2 separate regions of the Mus musculus genome follow, and region 2 is linked to region 1. The links are chromatin contacts, called in public promoter capture Hi-C maps. All regions are on one chromosome and are shown on one strand. The core of a region is the stretch at or near the end of the contact, and the rest is flanking DNA. Distances in the headings are between cores, read along the strand shown.

Evidence for each region. Promoter capture Hi-C pulls out the DNA fragments that hold promoters and counts their contacts.
Region 2: a contact with region 1 is called in a promoter capture Hi-C map of the HPC-7 cell line, with 3 times the contacts expected there. The contact joins the enhancer-like site here to the promoter of Il1b in region 1. A contact is called at or near these places in 4 of 39 promoter capture datasets (the C10 cell line, the HPC-7 cell line, macrophages and 1 more), 4 of 484 Hi-C or Micro-C datasets (the G1E-ER4 cell line, the HPC-7 cell line, erythroblasts and 1 more), 2 of 115 datasets of contacts at active chromatin or transcription factors (embryonic stem cells and trophoblast stem cells) and 3 of 9 other capture datasets (adipose tissue, liver and pancreatic islet).

Annotation. Positions count from the first base shown.
Region 1 is chr2:129,368,398-129,374,971 of GRCm38.p6, forward strand. It overlaps Il1b (interleukin 1 beta), which reads right to left and starts at 2,742. Exons shown (of 7, transcript NM_008361.4): 1 at 2,671-2,742; 2 at 1,887-1,948; 3 at 1,306-1,354. The coding sequence starts at 1,933. Il1bos (interleukin 1 beta, opposite strand) reads left to right here and starts at 1,505. Exons shown (of 3, transcript NR_015474.1): 1 at 1,505-1,524; 2 at 4,397-4,772; 3 at 6,337-6,574.
Region 2 is chr2:129,418,783-129,425,356 of GRCm38.p6, forward strand. No RefSeq gene overlaps it. Among named protein-coding and RNA genes, the nearest start is that of Il1b, 51 kb to the left of the region's middle. Within about 2 kb of position 2,614, at least 15 of the 459 cell types and tissues checked have an H3K27ac peak or open chromatin away from gene starts, as enhancers often do. A contact at or near this core is called in the G1E-ER4 cell line, the HPC-7 cell line and embryonic stem cells, where this site is marked.

The DNA of each region.
Region 1 (6,574 bases), core at 1,492-3,991:
TGTATAATTAGACCTACTTAAACGTTTCATCTTTTGGTATCCTTGCTGCTCAAACATCATGTTATTTAATTTCTCATGACAGTATGTTCATGTTGTCTTCTATTCAACGGAGATCACCCAACAGGCTCTCAATGGCTTCCCATACATTCTTTTTCTCATAGGAATATTTAGCAGACACTATAAGCATAGCTTTTGTTTGTAAAATATGTCACCACTTTTCTGTTCTTTGGAGAAACACCACATTAAGGCCTAAACACAGTTGCCTTGAGGCATGATAACAGTTTCAAAGCTTGAAGGACAGCGATAGATCATTTCAATAGTGTAAAGGAAAGGTTGATTGGGAGAGAAGTTTCTGTCCAGAGTAGAGGCTCCCAGGGAAAGCCATGTTCTGGAGCAGGCAGTGGGGGACAGAGCCTGGCTGGGAAAGTGAGAGGCGTCACCCAAGGCTGAACTAACTAGTTAGAGTGGTCTTAAAATACATTCATGTAAGCTAAGGACTAGATTCTGTAGCTGGGGGAGACTGTTGAGGGATTGGGAAGAGGTCTGAGAGAAACAGCTGCCTCCTGAGTGGGGCAGTGACGTGGCTGGACTGACGCCATGTGGCATTAGAGCGTTCTCAGTCATCATAGGAAGGGACAGCTGGGATGCAACATGGCTCTTCATGAGAGCAAGTCTGGAAAGTGCCCTTGTGCTAGGATGGACTTGGCCAGCACTTAAAACACTTCAGAATGGAAGGTTGTGACAGATCGCCAACATTTCAGAGATCTTCTGACCTGTGTTTCCCAAAGGACACAGTGGGGACTGTCTATGATCACACAGCAATGAAAGGTCTTGTCTAAGGCCACAGGTTATTTTTAAAAATCCTAACTAACTTTTTGTTTATATCACTTATTTCTTATTATCTTAATCTCCCCAGGAACATGCGAAACTGTTCTTTGGCAGAGAAGGAAGAGATGCTAATTCTGAAGGTCATGCTCTCTAGATCCAGAGTTCGATTTAAGTGGTCAGATTAAGCTCCATCTCTCTCAAGGGGGGACTAAATGTATGTTGAAGACCATACTGTCTTCTTAGCATAAAACACCATGATTGCCATCAGCAAGCCTTGGTGTGTGGCTGTGGTAAATGAAACCTGTGTGGGAGCCAGGTCAGTGTGTGGGTTGCCTTATCTATGTCACTGAAAGAGGCAAAATAATCCCATCACAAAATAGCCTGGGAGCAAGGCAGTCCCATATCCCTTCCCGTTTGGGTTTTTTTTTCCCATGCCACAGTCCCTCCACAGGTTAGGAGCCAAGCTCAGAGTCTCACCTTCATCTTTTGGGGTCCGTCAACTTCAAAGAACAGGTCATTCTCATCACTGTAATGAAAACAGATGTGGTCAAGTGATAGCTCCTTATCAATACTGAGCAGACAGACTTCCATTGTTCATAAAACCACACCTACCATGACTCTTAAAGCTTCCCAAAGACTTCTGGGAAGTTCTACAGTGCTACGTAAGTAACAGTCTAGAAGCAGATTCTGGGCCAGGTAAGTGGGTGCTCTGGTTGCTCTCTGTTGACTTCTGACACCTAAATTCTAGACTAGCAGAGTTAGCTAAAGTCTGAGCTCTCTGCCTTTGCTTCCAAGCCAGACTTTGCAAAAGAGTCTCTTATCCTGTCCATGTGGAAGTTTTTCTTACCATTGCATCTGTAGGAGTCCCTGTAGTGACAGCACCTAAGTCCCTAGGTTGGGCTTGGGAGTGAAGAGGTCAGTCTTTAAGCTAGGTTGCTTGAACTCTGATAGCCACTGAAGGAGATGAGTTGGGGACTCTCTGGCCTCTGAAAGTAGATAGCCCTCCATTCCTGAAAGCAGAGTGCTGGATATGTGACCACTCTCCAGTACCCACTGACCTGTCAAAAGGTGGCATTTCACAGTTGAGTTCAGGAACAGTTGCCATAGCTGCTTCAGACACCTGTGTGAAGAAAGAAAGTGGGTGGGCATCCAGCGTTAGCTCCCCGAGGGGCGTCCTTCATATGTGTTTCTCTTAGCTCTAGTTCAGGGCAGGCATGCTAAACTGGTCTCTGAGGAATGAAGGAACGGAGGAGCCGTTGTATAGGTCTAGAACAGTGGCCCTTTTGGAGTCAAGTGGCCCTTTCACAGGGGTCACCTAAGACCATTGGATAACACAGATATTTACACTTCATAACAGTAGCAAAATTATAGTTATGAAGTAGCAATGAAAATAATTTTAGGGTGTGTGGGGGGTCACTACAACATGGGGAACAGCATTAGGAAGATGCTCTGGAAGGAAGCAACAGCAGAGCCAAACCCTAATAAAGAAGCTTTCCTACAAGACAGGAGCTGCCTTTTAGATGTCAGCGGCTATACAGACAGTACTCATTTCCAGAGTACTTCACAAACCATGGAGGTACAGCTACTTTTTATAAATAAAAAGCCCAAAGTCCATCAGTGGGGGGGGGGGAAAGAGAGAGAGAGAGAGAGACAGAGAGAGACAGAGAGAGAGACAGAGAGACAGAGAGAGACAGACAGAGAGAGACAGAGACAGACAGAGAGAGAGAGAGATAGACAGACAGAGACAGAGAGAGAGACAGACAGAGACAGAGAGAGAGAGACAGAGAGAGAGAGATAGAGAGAGACAGAGAGAGAGAGAGACAGAGAGAGAGAGAGACTTACTTGCACAAGGAAGCTTGGCTGGAGAGGATCCCAGATGAGCCTATTAGGCCTCGAACCACTGCAGGGTTTGTTGTCCAACTTGTTTTCCCTCCCTTGTTTTATAGTCCTAAAAAGCAGAAGTGAAGAGCTGTGAAATTTTCCCTTGGGTTAACTGATTTCACAACAAAACTGAAGGGTGGGGGAGGGGGGAGAAGCTTGATGGGAATTCTTAGGGGAAGAGGCTATTGCTACCCTGAAATAATTTCTAATCCCTGGAAGTCAAGGGGTGGCAGATAGTGACACATTCGCAAGTGTGTCATCGTGGTGGAAATGGGCATTATTTCCCCCTGGACAATTGTGCAGATGGTGTCAATATTAAAAATATTGGGTTTTCCTGGGTTAGCTGTACATTTTAAGTCAGGATGTGCGGAACAAAGGTAGGCACGTAGATGCACACCCAGAAGTGTGTCACCTCTCTCGCCTCCTTGTGCTTAAGCTGAGGGAGCTTTGCAGTTGGAGTTTGGTAACTGGATGGTGCTTCTGTGCTCTCCATCAACTGTGTTAGCAGGGGCTTCTGGAGAGACACGCACTTCCTTGTGTGGGTCAGGGCACACACAGTATGCAGGTATCAGTGTAGACTTATCATAGGGTCAGGGAACTCTGGAAGCAAGCCTATGCAGTCTGATAATGCCAGGGTGCTTATTTTTTTCTTTTATTGGATATTTTCTTTATTTACATTTCAAATGTTATCCCTTTTCCAGGTCTCCCCTCCGGAAACCCCCTATCCTCTCCCCCTCCCCTGCCTCTATGAGGATGCTCCCCCACTCACCCACCCACTCCTGCTTTCCTGCCCTGCCAGGGTACTTATAATACCATAGCCAGTCTCATGTTGAAACCATATCAGTGCTAGGTGATCAGCAGAATGAGCCTGAATTAAGTTGCACAGTGCAAAGGTGGTGAACGAGGCATCTGCCTGTTCATGAGCACAGTCCATCTTAAAAAGTGAAGAGATAGTCTTTGCCTAAAAAATTGTTTTGGAAAATTCTTGTTTCTATAAGATCTGGGGAGACCAAGTCTCTTGGCCATATCAAGCATCACTAGACTGCTAACTCAGAGAGCCCAGGGAGCCTACCCAGGGGAGCTCTTCTTGCTTGGATGGAATGAGCAACCAGGCCATATGAATGCTGCATACAGTCTCTTGGGCACATCTACAGTATAGTAGAATCCTCAGTGGAAACCTAACTCCTTTGCTGAGCCCTCAGAGAGTCTGTGGACTCCATTAGAGCCAGGTCTCCACAGTGCCTGGCAGATGGATGCAGGCAGTAGGAGCTAGCCCGGGTGAGTAGGAATTTGGCAATGTGTTCATTCAGATGAGTTTGTACCTAGTATGTTTTGGTTACTGAGCTTATTCTGCAGCACTGAAGGGAAATAGACAGACAGAATTGGAAGGAGGAATAGACAAGGCTCTACTATGAAACAAGGTTTACTTACTAGGCAGCCTTCTTTTGCCTAATTTGGTTCACAGCATCTCGATTTCAGGAAGGCAAACAGAAGAATCCTGCCTTTGACCAGCTATATGTTTGATTTGAAATCTGAAGATGGTTCAGGGTCTCAGTTGCTTTTGAGTTTGGTGAGCAATGGTCAGTTCTCAGCACTAAGGTCTTATAAGATGTATTATCTAGTTCTGCAGACAATCCAGAGGTCCTGTCTGGGCCATCTGGTTCATTTTTCTGTTCTGCCTTCACAGGGTCCACATTTCAAACTATGCCTGGAGGGACTAACACCTTCCTCAGAGCCTGTGTGCAGGGCTGGAAGGTCTGATGATTTTATGGGCTGTCCTGACAGAGATTATTGGAGACTCCTTTGGTCTGCTGATGTGAGTTGAACCAGGGATGGTGAAAACCAGGGGACAGAGAAGGGTAACTAGGGGCCTGAGTGTCAGCTCCAAGTCCCTTCTCCCTGGATGATTTTTCAGGAGCCTTGAGCTCAGTCTAGTTACAGAATCTTCTTCACCATCTGCTAGTTATAACACTCCTAAACCCTTGAGCTGATGCCTGAGAGGAGTGGTTGTCTGGGAGGATTTGGAGGAAGGCACATGCATGAAGACGAATGGCCATTTAATCGTGAGTAAGAGATGAAGAGATGGGAGGAGGTTTGTCTGGGAGGAGGCAATGATCTGGTTGATGATTCTTTTGCTTCTAGAGGGAGATTTTGGAACTACTGGGCAATGCCTCTGGTACTCTATTGTTCTATCAAACCTCATCCTGGCCCTGTGACTTGGGCTCCAAATTTCCTCCCCTTGTCGTTATAGAGCAGGCAAGTTGCACAACATGTATATCAAACCCTGTCTCTCAGACCACACTTCCTTTTTGGTCCCCAATGAGTAGAAGAAATAACTCACTATAGAAATTGTTATGCTGGGGGTGTGGCATAGTGATGACGATACTGATGATGATGTTGGCAAAGGAAATGAACAAAGCAAAAGAGGAAGTCGGCAAAGCCAGGATGGTGACGGGCACTCTAGCTTTTGGGGAACTTTTCAGCTCTTGACTCACTCAGCACTTTTAAGCTGTAAGGTTCCCTCTGTTCTGACATCTCATTCCTCCAAGATGGAGGCAGGCATTTCTTCAAAGCTGAAAGTGCCTTGCTACCTGTTTTACTTACTTTCTATTGCTGTGATAACCATGACTACTGTGCAGCCCAGACTGGCTTCAAGTACATGACAATTCTCCTGCATTTGTCTCCCAAGGACTGAGATTACAGGCACGAGCTCCCAGGCCCAGTTGATGTATGTGTTCTACATCTTCTTTACTTATCCTCTTGCTCAGAACAGAGCTAAGCAATGACTGTCCTCATTACTTTCTCCAGACCTTGTCTTATTCCTTAAGTTGACGACTTAGCACAGGCCTTAGGGGTCTGTTCTTTCCCTCTCATCTTTTCTGTCCTGGTTAGTTTTATGTCAACTAGACACAAGCTAGAATCATCAGAGAGAAGGGAGCCTTAACTGACAAAATACATCCAAAAGATCTGTCTGTAGGCAAGCCTGTAGGAAATTTTATTAATTGGTATTTACTTGGGGAGAAATCAGCCTGTTGTGGGTGGTGCCATCCCTGGGCTGGTGGTCCTGGGTTCTATAAGAAAGTAGGTTGACAAGCCATGAGGAGCAAGCCAGTGAGCAGCATCCCTCCATGATCGCTGCATCAGCTCCTGGTTCCAGGTTCCTGCCTTGCTTGAGTTCCTGTCCTGACTTCCTTTGATGATAAACTGTGATGTGGAAATGTAAGCAGAATACATCCTTTCCTCCCCAAGTTGCTTTGATCATGGAGTTTCATTATAGTAATAGTAACCTAAATGAAAATGAATTGGCACCAAGATTTACTGTGACATGACTGTGACAGACCTGAGCATATTGTTTTGGAAGGACTTTGTACAAGAAAACCCATAGAGTGGTCAATTCTTGGTGAGCTGTTCCTAGGAACTTGGAAGATAGGGACGTTGAGGGCAACACAAAGATGGAGGCCTGACTTGTGAAGCTTCAGAAGGAAGCTTAAAGACTTCTTCAGGGCCATTTGTTATATTGAATTAAGATTCCGTGATAACATAATATCTCATTAGCTGGGGCTGAAGAATAGGCATCGATAAACAAGATTCCAGAACCACTAAAAATGAAACCTTTGCTTTGCTTAGATACTCAGTGCTGGTGAGCTGGAGCTGAGAAATTAGCAGTGACTAAGAAAAGTCCAGCATTATTGAGGTGAAATCTTCTGGGAAGTGTTTTCTGAGAGCACACAGAAGCTGTTTTCCAGAGATGGCCAAAGTTGTATTTCTCCACTGGCAGCCAAATTTGGTCCTGTGGAAGAGCCACCCAGGTGACACTGGTTCATGGAAGAGCAGCTGAGTCTTGGCACTGACAATACAGCCTCAG
Region 2 (6,574 bases), core at 1,364-3,863, 50 kb after region 1:
AGCCTTTATTATAAATGTAATATGTCACTGGATTTTTCAAATATGATTCTCCAATGTTAATTTGACTAATTTATTAATGAGAGGATTTTGATGATAATTTAGTGTGCTTGCATGTAAGATTGAACTATAAATTATTCTCACTGAAGGTGATGATCAGTGGCTGCCCTGAGACTTGGCAGGCACGGTTGGAATTAACCCTGCAATCTTGTGCTTCTTGCAAGAACCACGACTTCACACAGCTGCAAACTGGTGTCTGCTCACAGAAACTTTCCAATCAAATTCCCCCTCAGCAAGGGCCCTACTTCTGGTGTTCATAGTATGTGAATGTCATTTGTATTAATATTTCCCCGAAACCTCTTACCATTTTGTTGTCCATGTGACACTGTAGATTCCAAGTTTTTAAGTATAAATTGAAACAACAATCAGACACTGACATTGGTGGTCAAAATCACTGCAAGAGACAGAATATCTTGCAGAAAGTTTCTATGAGGAGAAGAGCGTGACTGTATTTCCAAATGTTCCTATGAACAAAGGAGCCTGAGTATATTTGTACTAAAAGAAGGATACGGTCTGGGAGAGAAGGACTGTGCTTGGCGGAGAAGTGAGAGATGCTCTGCTTTGAGGACAGAAAGTCACAAACAATATTTCCAACTGCCACTGGTCTTGTGTCCTTTGTACACAAACAGTGGAACTGGTTGGTTGTTCAAGAGGACAGCGAGACACTGGGGATCATTTGAATGCTTTTGCAGGTCCCAGAGGATGGAGTGGGAATAAGAGGAAAGCAGAGGTCAGCCCAAGGAAAAGAAGTCTCTGTCTGTGAGCGGGGGCTGCTTCCCAGAAAAGACAACACCCAGTGACCTACTTAGCAAATGGAAACACAAACCAGAGAAATCAGCCAAGGTCATGGATACACAGCCTCTCCTGACCAGCTAACTCCAGGTGTTCAGAGCAAGAACAAAATGTGCTGACATGAGGGAGTTCCCTTAAACTTCCCTGGGCAACAAATCACAGACTGTTGAATTTCTTGCTTTTCTAAGACTTTGTTAAATAAATGGCAGCAGCAAGCTGAGGTCCAGTCTATATGTGCTTTCCTGGTTTGGATGAAGGCAACATCTAAGAACAGCTCTTCCCCGGTGAGTACTTTATGTTAAGGCTGGATAGGCTTCCTTTGAACTGGCCCCCTGAGGTCACTGAAATCTCCACAAACCAGGTGCTTTAGACCTACTCTGATGGAATCCATATGCTCCAGTGTTCACCTCATTAGATACATTTTCTAGGTGAGTTCTGAAATAATTGTATTCAAAGCTTAATAATTGCCAGGAAGACGAAAGAGGTCAGATTTTATAGGCCCAAGCCTTCAAATGTCTTGGAAGTTAAAGATTGTGTTGATGAAAAGTTATACTTAAATCCATACCTACATGCTGTCACTCACTCTGTCTCTCCATCTATCTACATGCTATCACTCACTCTGTCTCTCCATCATCTATCTACATGCTGTCACTCACTCTGTCTCTCCATCTATCTACATGCTATCACTCTGTCTCTCCATCTATCTACATGCTGTCACTCACTCTGTCTCTCCATCTATCTACATGCTGTCACTCACTCTGTCTCTCCATCTATCTACATGCTGTCACTCACTCTGTCTCTCCATCATCCATCTACATGCTATTGCTCACTGTCTCTCCATCTATCTCCCTAACCTTATTGTGATCATAACTCCAACAAAATACACAGAGAAAAGTAACCATCATAAGAAAACACTTAAAAATTTTGAAGAGAATGTCTTTGGGTAAAGGCATTATTAGTGAAATGCTCTTGTTTGTGAATATTGGTGACACTCTTCATGCCAGCATGAATGGAAGGGAGAGACTCAGCTCCCAGGTGCTATCTGCAGTGGCCCTGATGAGTCCCTTTTTCATATCTATTTAAGAAGTATCAAGTATTATGATGGCTAACATTATGTTTAAAGCTTAAGTTACTACACTTAAAAGATCTATAAAGCAAACATTTCCTCTACCCTCTAAAAGCTGTACCAGTGAGAAAGGGACCCTGTTAGCCAGCTTGCTTAAGAATGACTAGAATGCCTGTGGTTTTTCTTGTAATTATCTAGTCTTTTACAATTTTAAATATATCTGTCCATTATTCAATGTAGCCTCCCCCAGCTTTGAGCAGGCTGGCTCAGACCTGTTCTGGCACCTCCTAGGGTGGAGTCTTCTGACCTAGATAGGTCTATTGTTCTGCCAAGACTGCCGGCCACTACTGCTGAGAGGCTGAGAGGCAGAATCTGTCTTCCTGAGATAAGCAACAGCCAGGCAACTAAGTGCTGACAACCTGGACCAAGTGCTGACAGGCTGGTGACAAAGCATCAAGAACCTGGTGTGGCGGGGGATGGGCCTTCCCCCTTTATAAGCTCAGACTCTTAGTAAACTAGGGGGGGAGGAGGGTGCGTGGGGGTTGATCAGAATTTTGTCTTGGTCTCGTTATTCCTTCCGCTGTTTCCTCCCATGCAGCTCCAGCCTCCCATTCAGGAACCTGATTCATGTAGCTGCGGGCGGCTACAATTCAAGATAATGGTCACTATGCTAACTGTGTGTTTCTGCTTCTGTAAATAAGCTTGCTTGCTCAAGATAGCCGATGACATCTGTTTGCTAACTGAGCCCCTGCTTACAGGCAGAATCCTTGCATGTAGATAGGATATGTGCCACTCCCCACCCCAGAAAGGCTGCATCTTGAGAATCCCGACTTTCTGGCGCAATCCTGGTGCCAATCTCAATAAAGCTTCTTCTTTAAAGTTACTCATGGTCAGATTGGTGAATCTCTGAACAACCTGAGACCTGATGCTTTTTATCAAAATTATAATCATTCAATTTTACCGATGAAGACCTGGAAACCAGATGGTAGTGTGAAAGCCTGCTAGCTCAGAGAGGCAGAGAAAGCACCCAGCTGACCTTCCTTCTCAGCCGATGTCCCAGAAGGAATCCCCTCTCTGATGTCTCTCAAAAAACCTCCTTCAAACTGAATGTCCCTCCCTTCTACTTCCTGTGCTTCTCTCTGTCCATCATCCTGACTCCCTCTTACTATATATATTTTTTTCCTTAATAATTCTATGTTTACCTCCTGTCAACTGGTTGCTTACTCTACCTCTTGATCTATGGTTGGCTTTATTTAATCATGTCTATAATATTCAAGCAGAAAGCTCTTAGATTAAAGGTGTCTGCAAAGGCTGAGCCACACCAAACTAAAAGCAGGGTTTTCCAATAAATAACACATCTTAGGGCTCACAGTGTGATTAAATATCCTGCAACACAGACCTATAACAATATAACTCTTTTCTAACAAATACTATAAAACTCATGTTTAAGACAAGCAATTATAATCTTTTTGTCTCTCCCACATTGAAAGACTTTCATGCAAATGTTTTAATCTTCCCTCCCAGTAAAACCTTCATTTACCCAGAGGCTTCACTGTTCTAGGAATTTGTTGGCCTGGAGCAGTCACTTTTTTTCTTCGAGTTGTGACCCCTTTTTCTGTGTATGAATTATTTTCAGACTAGCCAGTTGAGTATGATTGTGAGGTCAGACTTCAGCCATTGGGGAAGACACAGCCACCATCTAGGTTAGGGTAAAAACTGAATGCATTGCCTGTCTCCGACTGTTTCCTCTTTTGAGCACACCTGTTGAGGGCCATGCAAGAGGAACATCCAAACAGCTTTAGAACTCATGGAATGCAGCCCACCAGTTAGCACAGCTATGATGGGTGTGCCTTGGAGAGCAGAGCCCCAAGGGCTGTTGTGGTCCTGAGGTCTTCCTGCTGTGGTGAGGTCTTGCTCTGCTCGTTGCCCTTGTATCTCTCCTAATCTATGAGTTGTATGAAAACTCTAAGGGGTCTTCTAGCCCCTCCCTGGGCAGTAATGTTGGCATTTACAATATCAGTGATTGATATGCATAGCTACAGATTAATGATTGAGCACCCTTGGAAAGAACTTAGAGATACAGATTGTTAGCAATGACTAGCACCCTTAGAAAGAATTTGTAGAAGTAGATTATTAGTAAAGTTAGGTTAAGACATTTTTGTTAGTGACTCTGATGTAGAGAAATTTATGGACCAATTTAGAATTTAGAAATGCACACTCTTTTTTTTTCATAGCACTTTTAAATAATTTATGCACATAAGTTTATTCAGGTAGCACAATTGTATACCATGAGAATGTTTATTTTACAGTTGGTTTTTAATTCTTTTACCCCTGTTTTCTTTTACTGTCTTTTTTTCTAGACCTTTAAAACAAAATTTTCCCGAAGTTAAAAGAGAGAAATACATTCTTCCTGCTGGATATCACATTTAAAGGTTATGTAACTCATCTACCCAGAATTGAAGCTGTGGGGAGGGGTCACACTTAGTAGTGGGTCCCAAGATAGCCCTGAGGTCTAAATAGGAAAATATCCTGTATAAACTGTAGCAAAACTCTCATCTCAAAATAAAACACTCTGGGATTTACAGTTACGTCCATATTCAACAGCTTTAGGACATCCAGCAACTGACAGGAGTTTTAGAAATGACAAAGAAAATCTCTTCACATTTAAAAAAACGGAACTCAAACCAGGAGAAGGAACCTGAACCCTGGTGATGCAGAAGCCTGCTTCCATTCCTCACCATCTGGTCCCCACTGCCGAAGATCCTCACACCCAGCAAACGCCGGGCACGACTCTCTTTTCATTGTTTGCTTTCCAGAACTATCATTGGAACCAAGAAGGTTCCAATCGTAGTAGACTTAGCTGTCACCAGAATGGAGTTCTGGGTTCTAACTCCATAGCAGGCTCTAGGTAGGATTGGGATGGCGGGAAGGGAGGAAGGGACATTTAGTATCCACTCATCCTACTCATAGTCGGACCATTTTGAACCAGTTTCTAGAACTCTCTAACTATTATCTTAACTGACTGATTACTAAAAGCTACTGCTCTATATGAGATGGCCAGCTTCGTTTTTCTCCCGTCTTCATTTTTCTCCCAGCTTCGTTTTTCTCCCTTCTAGAACAACAGGAATCACACCACAGCCAGAGAATGCTTTCAGAAATGCACACTCTTAATAGCTAAGCTGGGGACTTTTTGAGGTCAGGGAACAAGAACAATGGCAGCCTGGCTGGCACAGGATGATGTGTCTCTTTTGCTAAAGCTCAGCTGGTAATCAAAATGGAGATTAATTTCTTGTACCCATTTTTGCCCTCAGCTTCCTGATATAATTTAATAAGAAATTGTTAATGAGTAGATAGATGTGCACCCTGGTGATTTAAAGTAGAAATGACAGTTCTTTATATAAAAGTTTAGGTTTGTGATTCTTTTAAGATTTTTATAGGATTACCTTTTAAGATAAATAATAACAGAGTTGGCCATTTCTATGTAACTGCAAATTGCAGCCTGCCAGTAAGAGAAACTGGCTGATAAACTTACTCTGCTTGCTTACACTTTGTTAATTTATAACAAGTTGCTGCGTTACAAATGTATGTGGGTTCTTGGGAGTGATTTGTTTTTTCTTTACCTCTGATATGTAAAGTGTTTTTCATGTAAAGGAATTGGGGAACAAACTTTTTTTAAAAAAAGTAATCATTCACTGTCAGAAAAATAGAATGTAGTCACATTGTAATTTTTATACTGCTTGAAAGATTTTGCTGGGATATATAAGCTGTGGGAGGAAAAAATAAAGTTATTGGAGCTTGTTGAAGCTTGGTTCATCTACCTAGTGTGTGTGTGTGTGAGAGAGAGAGAGAGAGAGAGAGAGAGAGAGAGAGAGAGAGAGAGAGATTCCTTCTCCCCCTTTTTGCAAGGAACCTTTCACTGCCCCCCCTCCTCCCAGGAGTATTTTGCCAGCCCAGTGAATCAAGTTTTTTCCCGTCAGAGAAAAGCCTTCTGAGTGATCAATTGCTGATGCTACACCCTGCCTCAGTTTACCCTGGACATTGAAGCTGGTCTTTGACATACATCCTCTTGATCCAAAGTAAAATTTGCCTGTCCAGACACTCCAGTTGGATTAATAATATCTTCCTTTTTAAACCCAAACTTACTTCTAACAATTTGGGGGATCAGTTGGACACCTATCTCTCCTAACGGAATAACTCAGAACTCCTACCAGAGGAGATGCTTGCCACCAACTCTTTTTCAGGGATCCTAGGGTGTTGGGTCTCTGGCATTTTCCAGATCAGCCAAAGAAGAATTCAAGTCTGAAAAAGTCTGGACAACACAGGGAACAGAGGTCCAAGGAAATAACCATGGAGACCAGGAATACTCTGTGCACCCCAAAGGTAAAATGCTGTGGGGGACGAGGTGAGAAAGATCTCAATAAAAGAGCATTGAGCACAATAGAAACCAGAATGGGGAAATAACTAAAGGAAAAAAGAAAAGAAAATGAAAACAAAGAAAGGAAGCATTACCCCCAAACAAGAGAAAAGCTTTTCTGGCTGGCCCATAGGCTTCCACACCCTATTTAATATAACCGTTCCTGACCCAACTATGGAGAGATTGAACAATATGAGGCCTCTCGATTTAAGTTTAGTGTCCTATCTTCACTCTCTTGGGACAGA